Regions from separate parts of the Zea mays genome. Here region 2 is linked to region 1. The links are chromatin contacts, called in public Hi-C maps. All regions are on one chromosome and are shown on one strand. The core of a region is the stretch at or near the end of the contact, and the rest is flanking DNA. Distances in the headings are between cores, read along the strand shown.

Region 1 (5,867 bases), core at 24-2,523:
CATGAGAACCATTCCCTGCAATGTTTTATTGAGAAAGCAATAAATAATCATAATAAGGAATATTTGCATATTCATATTATCAGAGTTTTCTATCAGAGCAGACTGTCTATAAATACGGCCTATTACGCTTATAAGAAGTTAACCATAAACAATTATATGAGAACATGAACAAGGACAGTACCTGACTCTCATGGAGAAGGAATTGATGTCCTTGTCAAGTGTATCCAGCAGAAATATTGCTTGGATCACCATGTTATCAACACGATTCACATTGAACTTCACCTTAGCCCTGCTGTAGCTATGCCCCAGGCCAAGTTGGGCCTTCTCCAAGTCAGAATCCTACAATCAACATGGACACATGGTAAAGCCAAATTAAGCACAGCAGGCGTTTAGCTTTACAACAATTTAGGCATATAAAAAGCAATGCGTAAGCTCATCAGGCAAAGCATCGCAGATTCATACAAATGTGAGACAACCAACATCGGATGATCGGGAAACCAAGTAACACACCAGGCATCCAGCTCTACAAAGAAAAAAGGCCTATGATATGCTATACGAAATACTAGCTGGCAAGGCCTCACAGTCAAATTCGCGCATCTTTGAGCCACACGGGAAACTTACAATGCACAATAGAATGGGAAAAAAAGGCGACACCTTAAGCTCGTTGATGAAACGGTCGAAGTGGAGGCGGACACCGCGGAGCAGCTCCTGGACGAACTCGTTGCTCTGACAGGGGATGCCGGTGACCTCGGAGATGTGGGAGCCGACCTTGGGCTCGACAACGCCGAGGCTGTATTTGGCCTTCTTCCCCTCCTTAGGCTTCGGCAGGTTCAGCTCCAGGAAGCTCCTCAACTCATCGGTCATGATTCCTGGCCACGGGAAAGGAAGCGCCAGAGCCCGGGTCAGAAGTCAGAACAAAATCATCTCGCAGCGAGCCTGCGTGTTTAGGTGGGGAAGGAGCCAACCTTCAGAGATAGCGTTGCACTGGTTGAGCGCGTCGACGGCAGAGGAGAAAGGATTGAAGGCAGTGAGCTTGACGGCCTTGCCGAAGCGGTCGAGGTCCAGCACGGAGGAGCGCACGGCCTCAACGCTCTGCCCGATCTCATCGATACCGTACGCATGGAATAGGCCGTAGCCGGAGGCCGACTCGAACAGCAGGTACAACGCCATCTCGCCGGCGGATGGCGGCGGAGCGCTGGCTAGGGGTTAGGGTTTTAGGATCAACAAGAGTGACGGTGTTGGCGCGCGGCAGCGGGGGCAAGATTTATGGGCTCAGGCTGGGCTCTTGTGGGCCGGCGGAGTTACCTTTTTTTCATTCACACCCTAAGATGTGGGCCAAATTTTCGCGCACCCTTAAATTGTGCGAAGCCCAGCACACAGAAGGCTCGCATGCCTCATGCATACGAGCGAGTCACGCCGCACTCGTCAGTCGTCACTAGGGATGGCAACGGGCATATTTTACCCGCGTGCCCGCGGGTAAAAACCCTATAGGGTGCGGATTTGGGTGTGAGTTTGTACCCGTGGGTACGGGTACGGGTTTGATTCTCAACCCGACGGGTTTTTTCTCGTGGGTATGAAAATGTTGTACTCGTGCCCGCAAACCCGCATACCCCCGCGCGTGTGTATATATATGTATATATGTATGTATATGTATATATATATATATGTATGTATATGTATATATATGTATGTATATATGTATGTGTATGTATGTATGTATATATATTTATATATATATGTATATGTATGTATATATATAATATGACAACTTGTGGGTATTGTGCCCGCGGGTGTACCCGCGGGTGCCATAAACCCGCGGGTAGCGGGTTTGGGTAACATACGCTACCCGTCGCGGGTAGCGGGTGCGGGTACGGGTTTAACATTAATCTCGCGGGTACGGGTTTGTAATCTCTATACCCACGGGTTTTAAATCCGTTGCCATCCCTAGTCGTCACCACACTCACCAGCGCAGACACTCACATTAGTAACTCGTAGAATTAAATTTAATTGTTCGTTTATATCGTAATATGATTTTATTACTAATTTAATCTATTATTACTCAGATTTGGTATATACTTACATTTAGTAACTGCTAATAAAATCTGACCAACTTATTAAAAGCAATACTCGTATTTAACCATTATTTGTTGATCAGCCTTACACTTTACATGAACTCACACATTTGGTGAGTTCATGCACATTATTCTCCACGATTTGTTGAGCTATGATCTTTTGTGAGCTCACTCTTGCGATATGTAAACCCCGCACAGGTGAAGAGCAGGTAGCCCAGTAGGAGGTCTACAATGAGGAGTATGAGCTAATTTAGGTGGCATCTCCCAGCCAACTTATGGCGCCAAAGAATAATTATTAGTTTGCTTTATTGTTATCATTTATTTTTGTAAAATTTCCGCTATGTAATAATAATAATATGTGTGACATTTATCTCTATACACTTGGTCATTATATGTGTTGTTCTTTGTTGGTGCACCTATGAGATCCACATGGTTTTAACGTTTAAATCCGGGTATAACAATTTGTGTGGTTATTTCCTATATATTAAAGCAGGATGGAAACGGCGTCTACTAGCAATCCACGTCATCACGTTTTCTAAATGTCGTTAGATTGACATCGGACGGGCATAATCGGCCTGGCTGCCTCAACAACTCCCATTGTCATGACGCTTCTGGAGTCTTCCCACCATAATGATAGAAGGTCGTAGCACAACCTTAAATGAGGTGCCGCCGTCGCCGCCGATGATGCTGAACGGACGTGCCGCGTCCCCATCCAGAACCATCCCTGCTCAACACCTTCTCCGTTGCTCACCATGGCGTCGTAGTTGTTGCCGGACCCATTGCCACCAGATAGTCACGGCCTCTTCGTAACTTCACTCCGTTCATGTTCGTCGCCGCTCGTGCCACCCTCCCGCGGCTGTAACTCCCTCTCCCTTCCTCCTCTCACCGCAGGCCTCATCACGGTCGTTGCTAACCTACTTCCTTCTCTCTTCCTCCTCTCACTGCAACCCTCATCACCGGCTAACCTACCTCCCTCTCTCTTCCTCCTCTCACTGCAGCCCTCATCACCCATCGTTGCTGGTTCTGCCCGCTGTTGCTGGAGATCGTGACCATGGAACTCACGTCGTCGTCCTAGCGCTCCTCGCGATGTTGCTGCTCCAGGGCGTCATCCTCATGTCAACGGTGGAGGGCCTTGTGTGGATCATGCAAGAAGCTCCACAAGTTCCTCATCAAGAAGATCAGGTCAGGCCACACTCCCATCTGCACCGCTACCTATCAAGTGCTTGACGAAATGTCTACATGAGTTCTATTTGCTATGATTACCTTCTTTGCCTTCTCTACGAGACCATTACAGGATATGCACCGCTTCTGTGTGATGGTAAAGTGCTCGACGAAATGTCTACAAGAATTTTATTTGCTATGCTTGTCTTCTTTACAAGAGCATTACAGGATATGTAATAAGTAACAAAAAAATGGTATAGGTTGATGATATATAGTTGACGTTCCTAAATGATATCACGTAGAATATTTGAAAAGTGCATATTTTTCTATTCCATAAATTACATTTTATGCACATATATACATGCATATATGCTTGGAATTATCATAAGTGGGGAACGAACACTCCTTTCTTTTTCCCCATTTTTTTTTTGCTTTCTCAGTATCCTTAGTGTCAAACCATTTTTTGTCTCTAAATATTTTTCTTATCCTGAGAGAATCAACCAGGGAAGTGTAAGATGGCACAAAATGTTTTTTTGCAAACAAAACTTGGTGATAAAATGGCCCCACCTTGACATACTCTTTTTATCTGTTATTTACTTTGTAGATAAGGATGGTTTAATTGTCATTCATTCAGATGAATCTCTAAATCTTTCTCGATCAGATACCGAACTTTCCAGTTTGGTAATTATGAGAAACGTAGTATTGTATAACCTTTCTATTTACAAATTGTAATCTGATAATTTTTTAGGCAAACTGGTTGGAGGGATCTTATCAGAAATGTAGCGGCGGACTACTCATCTCTTTGGAGAGCGGAAACAGCCTTACTTTCCAACTTGATAAGGTTTATACCCCATCTTGCTGAACCCAAATAACTGAATATGTTTCCTCTGGCACAATTCACACAGATGCATAGCTTCAGATTGATCTATATTCCACTTGCAAAATTACTCGCTGCTAAAACAACCAGGGTTACCGTTTGGACTTTCAGAGATACTGAACTTGAGAAACCAGGGAAATAAAAACATTGCTGACTTTGTTAGACTATTTATAATAAAATAGGTACATTGAGCTAACAGTACAACACCCCTCCCCCTCCACCTGATTATTGATTTACCTCCATATTAGCAACTTTTTGCAGTTGCCTTTCCACAGAAACTTTGTGCTATACTCACTAAAGCAACATTCAACAAACCTTTTCATACTGTAATGGTAGACAGACATAAACGTGGATATAACTTTAGCTACTAAAGATTACCCAAATTACTCTATTGTGTTCCAATCAAGACTTCAAATACTAATATAATAATGACCAATGCATTTCGTTGCACATTTTCATAAACTATGTATGCACCTTAAAAAAGAAACATACCTGATTTATTTATGATGTCCCTTCACACATATTTAAATACATACACAATGTTACTTTTCTATATTCCCATCACACAATGAGATAGACACTATGAAACTTGATTTACTTATTCCTAATATTGCAAGTTTCTTTGGCGCTTTGAACCATTGCCCATCCCTTTTCATGGGCTGCATCTTCTACCAGAGCGGGTATACCTATATAATTTCTGAAAGTACACTCAAGTTTATTTTCCCAAATGCTCCACTGTTTAAAAAAAATCCACCATTCATGTTTTATATACATATTCATGTATACTTTCTTTACATTAAAACATGTTAAAGGACCTAACAAGCGCGCATGGGCGCGCCCAGTACACTAGTAGATTCTATAAAAGCATGATGTGATTCTAAATTGAACTACCTATTTGGTTGGAATTTATGTAACACCCAAAATCATGACTTTTGAGATTAGTAAAAGAAATCAAAGGAAAGTGTCCTAATAAATAATTATAATATGGAATTTTTTTATGACAATTAAAATAAAATAAAAACATAAGTTCAGTTACAAATTTCAAGAAATAATGAAAATAGCTTCAATTTATTAGAATGGATTGACCCCTTCTAAGGCTATATATAAAATATTTCTCTATGCATTAAGTTCCTTCAAACTAAATGGTTGATGGATATTAATGTTTGAAGAAACTTACAATTTTATCACACAGTCAAAATACTATTTTCTATAAAGAGTAGTATATAGTTCATATTTAAAGCATGGCCTAATAAATTAACAAAGTAATTAATAAATATAATTTAAATATTAGCATTCCAAGCTGGACCTATGTTTGTGCATTTAAGTTTGAAATTTGAAATTTAATAACAAGTTGAAAATTGAAATACAAAAGAAAACAGAAAAGATATTAAAAAGAAAAGAGCCTATCAGCTTTTCGGACAGAAAATATTTCCTGGCCCAATATCACGCACCCGCGTGGCCAAGGTGGCCTTCCCCTTTTCGCGCCCGTGTGGTCCGCGACCGGCCCAAATTCCCCTCTAATCCACGAGCTGAGTGGCAACCTATGCCACTAACACCTCGGGCCCGTGCTTCAACTCCACTACTGCCGCTGTCAGTGGCCCCCTCTCACCTTCCGGTCTTCTTCTCCATGGAAATAGCGCGGCGTGAACAGATTTCACCGCCTCCTGCGTGGATCCGTTCCCCAGCTGCGTGTTTGCAGGGTCCTGGGCACCAGGATATAACCCGGCCGCCGCCTTTCACCACCCTGCGCTTGGAGG
Region 2 (5,998 bases), core at 3,397-5,896, 180 kb before region 1:
GTGATGACCCAGGCATCTGTTTCGAGGCCCAAGGCTGTCAGGGCCCTCAAGGCTTCTAATGGGGACATTGTCACTGCCATTATGGATCTGACAACTTAAAACCATTTTTTTTTCTCTCTCCCTTTGGAGTGCCATGCTATGCAGCTTGAGTGTTATCTGTGGACCATATGGTTAGAGATGTTAGCATGATGGCTTCTTCTGTCAAGGTCATTCAAACACGGTTTCATCTTTGCTGGCTGTGGTTCTGGTGTTTCAGTAATGTCATTCAATGGCTCTGCAATGCCCACTGTTCCTTTACATTTTTCATTACCTCTATCTGATATGTTAACTGTCAGCTCCTCGTGTTTACTGTCAGAACCTCCGTTCGTAGTTCGTCATGTTTTAAGCGCGGCTGCTCTTTAATAGCCTGTTCGCTTTTTAATAGTATGTTTGGTTTGAGGAATAAGGTAGTCTATCTTTTAATTTCTCACTTTTTTATTTAGTTTGTGGAATGGAATATCCATCACCATTCTATTCCTCATAGATCAATAATTAATAATAATACGAGGAATATGTTTATTCTATTAGAACAATAATTAGTAATAATATGAGTAATATGTTTATTTTATCAAATTTGTGAAATGGACTTATAATTTCATAATTCTTCAAACAAACACACCATAAGTATGCTGCCAGGGCTGCTTCGTGTTTGTAAGATTGCAGTAACCCTCATGGGCAGGTAGGTACAGATTCATTCCAGAGCAGAGACCTTCGGAGTAGACCGAGCCCTAGGTGCAGAGATGAAACAGGGCGGGCACTGCAGTCTCCAGCGGTAGCGAGACCTGGTTACCACGTGTCAGTGTGTCACGCCGGTGTGTCGGCAACGGGTGGTGACATCACGGAAGGATGTGCATTTTGCAAGCAATTCCTGAGAAAAAGCCCAGAAATTAAAATGAGTCTTAACAGAACTTCGCACTTGAGGCAGCATCTGGATTTGTGTAATCTCCACTGGTCGCTCGCCACGCATGGCCACAGAGCGTAGACACGGCTTCCGGCCTTCCGCGCCTGCAACACTGGTGGCGCTGCAAACGCTCTGCTCCTCTGATCCCATGAACCATGCTTATTAGCTTGGTTTTAGTCCAAATCGACCTTTATTGATTGTACCGTGTTTTGTCTCTATAAATTACAGCTACACCAAATTTGAACAGCTATCCGAAGCGAAGGGATCGTCGTGCTTCAGTTAAATCTTATTCGGTTATTCCTACGTCTTATGAATTGTCATATGAATTGGATGAGATTTAGAAAAAAATAAAGATTTTAACTTACTATGAATTTAAAAAACCCACCAAATCCTCTCTCTAATTCATATGAATTACTCCCTCCGGTTTCCTATTAGTTGTCGTTTTGGATAAGGTTCGAGTCAAACTTATAAAATTTTGACTACAAATAACTATTTTGTTATTTAGTTTTGGAACCTAATATTTATATGTGCCAATTTATCATAAAAAGTAATTTTATAAAAGTATAAATGTATTAAGAGTTCATTTGTATTTTAACAAAAAACATTGGTCAAAGTTATATTTTGGAGACTGTGTCGTTGTCCTAAACGATAACTAATAGGAAACCGAAGGGAGTAAGATGAAATCGAACATGCCCTTAAAAAAAGTGGCTGGACAGCAACGTGTTCTGCTCTCGTGGTCACCACAACCAGTCTCCCACCGGGGGCGATGGCAACAAAACGCCGGAAGTTTCGCAGGAATGCTAAGGACAATGACCGGGCAACTGGCAAAGCACCAGCGAACCGCGACGAATCAGTCTATTCATTTGGCTTTAATCTGTACCATTTTCTACTGATTCTATGTTGTTTTTATCTGTGTGTATTACAGCTGCAGCAGATAACGAAGCGAACAGCCATGCACGCCATGGAACCATTCTCATTCGTGCGTGTGCGTCCTCCATCAGCTGCCCTGCCCAATGGCTCCAAGTTCAGGGTTGCCTCACGCCACCACATCACGACGACAGCACATGCTGGCGAAAGTCCAGCTGGAGATAAACTCTAGCGAGACCGTGGACAGGAAGACACCGACCGGTAGTCTAACGGCCTGCTACCATGTGGGATAAGAATATACATGTAAAACCGGAGAGGATTAGAGAGGCTAAAATCACTTACTTATTCTATTTTGAATTCTATTTTGAATAAAAAGGATTTTAGTGTCTCCAATCCTATTCGGTTTTTTTACTCCCAAACTAGCCGACAGGAAAGAAGCACCAACTGCATTGCAAAACAGCTTGCCATTGTCATAATCAACGCAAGTTTCTAACAAAACAGTTCAGTGATGAATTGCAAATGGCTCAATACAGAAATGGACACCAACGCCCTATGCAATATAAGATCCGTAGAAATGCTTGCCATTGGCTTAATCATTAATGAAGAGGTCGGCATACACAAGGTGCCACGAGGTGAAAACAGAGCAACAGCTAGCCAAGCGAAGCCAGGAGGTAGCAGGCAGATGAACCAGCCAAAGTGCATTGGCTCCACTGTGAGTAATTTTCCAGCCAATCATGTCCATGTATTTATTCTCATACCACAGCACAAAATCTTTCAAAAATGAAAGCACGGACATGCTAGCCAAGCTGTGCTCCACTGCTCCTAGAGCGGGTGGTGAAGGAACGGTCACAGTCGTCCATCTTTATCTTTTTCGGTAACTGACAGCTTTGCGAGTAATTATTTGTACAGTCGCAACAAACAATCAGCCGAACATGGGCGATCATAACTTTAGCCTCTTTTAAAAAGAAGCCGAACATCCATTAATCAGGCTTATACTAATTGTTTGCAAGCTCACAAACAAGTAAACAAAACCAAGTGCCTGTGATGATACCGTGGTAATAATAATATACTTGCAAGGAGAAGCATCGTGTGGCGATCATTAACAAACCATACAGTACAGATTGAGATCCCACCACATTAAAGCCCATTAGACCAGCGTATTTGACCCAAAAAAACAAACAGTATTTCGAACCTGAGCAAAGATTACCAGAGGCTAATCTAGCGAGAACTACTTGATGAGCGGAAAGGCCACAGGAACGAGAACGGGTTCCTTCTCCTTTGACGCCCACTGGTTCTCCCGCTGCTGCTTGAACTACTTGAGCTCTGGCTCTGGTCGGTTGATCTCGCGCGCGAGCAGCTAGCACCGGTGGCAGAGCCCTGTGGCGGGAGCTCGTAACGGCAAACGGGGCAGGAATTGTGCTGCTCTAACCAAGGAACTATGCAGTCGGAGTGGTACAGGTGCTTGCATGGCATCTCTCTTGCTTCTTCGGATCCCATCTCGAACTTCTCCTTGCAGATAGGGCAGTGCGAGTCCCCACTGAGATGCCTCTGGGTGATCTTCACTGTGGGCATAGCGTCGATCGAGGACTGTGCAGCAGGTGGTGGTCCTCGGCGATCATTCTGGGTCAACTGCTCGATAAGATCATCCAGTCCAGGGCCAACGAAGTAGTCCGCGATGTTGGCCCTCCTCATGCCGCCGCCGCCGCCGCCGCCGCCACGTCGTCCATTGACGAAAACATCGAAACCGTTGTCCTCGGTGAGGTGGCCGGGGAGCTGGCCACGGAAGAGCAGCCATGGCCCTGAACCGAACTCCATCTCCAGGTCTGAAAAGAAGTTCGGCCTCCCTCTGACATCAACCTCCCGGTTCATCCCTGCCATACCATGCCGCATCACGGCGGAGATCGCCTCCATGATCCCGAACCGTGGGTCGCGATGGAAATCAGGATCCGTCCCAACGAAGTGGCTCATGAGAGCATCTACATCATCCATTTCAGCCACAAACCCAGAATCGCAGTAGGGACAAACCATCTCCCGGCCCCGTGGCCTCACCCTCTGTCGGCACTGGTAACACCAGTATGCTTGCCTGCCAGCTGACATTTCTTTTGGTTGGTTGATGTATCGCCTCGCCTGCCAACTGCAAAACCGGCAACGTTTCCAAGATCTGAGCACAGAGCTCCACTAGACAGATAGCCATATAAAATTTGAAACACAACTTACATGATCCAACTAGACCACCCAAGACAAGTATGCTGATAAGAAGCCATATGATCAGAACTATATAAAATCTAAACCAAGAAGACTTAATTGAGTGCCAAAAACTTTCCAGATAAGTACCTATAATACTTCTCTTTGCAGTGAAAAGATTATTCATACATAACTATGCGAATTTCTGCGAAGCTGTTCCTAGTCCTAGAGGACCAAGATGTGAACTTGAACGATCGAAATCGTTAAACTTTGCCTCAGACAACAGAAACTGCTAAAGCTTTTCTCCCACCCATGCCTTTCTTCCCAGAATTAGTTTCTTCAATAGGAAGGCAGCGAAAGAAGACGGGAGAGGCAAGAGGATCCATACGAGGATAGCCTTCTAGTCCTCCACCTTAATTGGGCACCAACAGGTTAATACCGCGCGGGTGCGCCTACCAACATCTTAGATCGATCTCGCGCACTGAAGAACAGCGCTACGAAAAACCTAAACTAACCGCAGACGCAATCACGGCTCGGGTTGGATTCGTGGGGCACCACGTGGCAAGCGAAACCCCACAGGCCACAACAAACTGAATGAACGGGGGAAGAAATGTTTGGATCCGAGTGGGGACCAAAGCTGCGGCTCGGAACACGGTAATCCACAGCCCGGATGGCACAGATTACTTACCCAACGGACGAAGAAGCCGTCGATCCCCGACCGTAGTCCTCCACCGCCACCACGAGGGAGGAGCGGCGCCGCGGCAACCACCAGCAGACGGTGGTGAGAGCCTGAGAGGGAGGGGCGGAGGCCGCCACGAACAGGGGTGTGGGGAGCGGAATGATGAAAGCACGGGGGCCGCCAGAGCAGAGGCTGCAATTTACACCCGCTTGACTCCGCTGGGGCCCACCCCGCCCACGGTGCTACACAGTCGCTGTCCCCCTCGCGTGGGTCCACACGGCAGCGGCAGGCCGTCCCAGCAAGGCATCGATGGGATGCCCCCTCGTGTCCCGAGCCCGGGGGCGCGCGCCCCCTTGCTTTCAGCGAGATGCTTCCACTAGTGGCCGGGCCCGGGAGGGCGCGGGACTAGTATGCCGCGCGCCCCGCCGACATGGCCCGTAGACCCTGCCCTGGAGCTGGAGCTGAGCTGCGGAGGAGACGGCTCAGGTCAGATGGAGCTGGAAAGGCTTTGGGTGGGGCCCAGCGCTAATGTTCCGTGGGCCGCGCGAAACGACGCTGGATCGGCCGTCTGCTGGATGAACGGACGGACGGATGGGGACGTCCTGTCACGTGGTGCTGCGTCAATGTGCCGGGACTCGTGTCGTGGCACAGGCCACAGTTATGCTTTCCGTCTCTTCTGTGTGGACCCTTCTACAATATACTCCCTATAAAGGAACCACAGTACTCACTATTACTAGTCTACTACCTTTGTTGTACGTTCGTACGTTCATAATAAATACCAAGTACTTTGTTGTATGATGTAAATAGAACCGTTCAAATTCTTGTAGACGTGAATAACTCTAAAAAATTAGTTGGTAATGTAAAAAAACAGAAATGCGTCCTTGGAATGTGTTCTCTTTAATCTTGTAGTGTAGATTTGAGTATGTTTTAACCAAGGAAGTGGTAAATGTGGCGTCTTTGATATATAACAATGAAATTGAAAATATGTTAACTTTTTGAAAGTCGCCGGGGGTGAATAGACAAATCTGAAATTTATAAACTTTAAGCACAACTATAAGACGGGATTAGCGTTAGAAATAAGGTCGAGTCCGAAAGAAAAAGGGCGAAAACAAATCACAAGCAAATAAAGCGGATGACACGGTAATTTGTTTTATCGAGGTTCGGTTCTTGTAAACATACTCTCCGTTGAGGTGGTCACAAAGACCAGGTCTCTTTCAACCCTTTCCCTCTCTCTCAAACGGTCACCTAGACCGAGTGAGCTTTTCTCCTTAATCAACGGGTCATTTAGACCCCTTACAAGGACCACCAGAACTTGGTGTCTCTTGCTT

The links. Hi-C and Micro-C count contacts between places; a contact is called where the count stands out from the background.
Region 2: a Hi-C map of tassel shows a contact between it and region 1, with 3 times the contacts expected there. The contact joins the promoter of LOC100283413 here to the promoter of LOC103639131 in region 1. A contact is called at or near these places in 6 of 25 Hi-C or Micro-C datasets (bundle sheath, ear, endosperm and 2 more).

What each region holds. Positions count from the first base shown.
Region 1 is chr9:134,821,495-134,827,361 of Zm-B73-REFERENCE-NAM-5.0, reverse strand. It overlaps LOC103639131 (nucleolar protein 56), which reads right to left and starts at 1,273. Exons shown (of 9, transcript XM_008661927.3): 1 at 966-1,273; 2 at 655-869; 3 at 182-339; 4 at 1-15. The coding sequence starts at 1,170. It overlaps LOC100382867, which reads left to right and starts at 2,712. Exons shown (of 5, transcript NM_001175561.1): 1 at 2,712-2,974; 2 at 3,071-3,254; 3 at 3,982-4,074. The coding sequence starts at 3,159.
Region 2 is chr9:134,999,791-135,005,788 of Zm-B73-REFERENCE-NAM-5.0, reverse strand. LOC100283413 (putative E3 ubiquitin-protein ligase RHC1A) reads right to left here and starts at 4,646. Exons shown (of 1, transcript NM_001156314.1): 1 at 2,881-4,646. The coding sequence starts at 3,904. The coding sequence ends at 3,026. It overlaps LOC100281031 (nascent polypeptide-associated complex alpha subunit-like protein), which reads left to right. Exons shown (of 4, transcript NM_001367098.1): 4 at 1-280. The coding sequence ends at 99.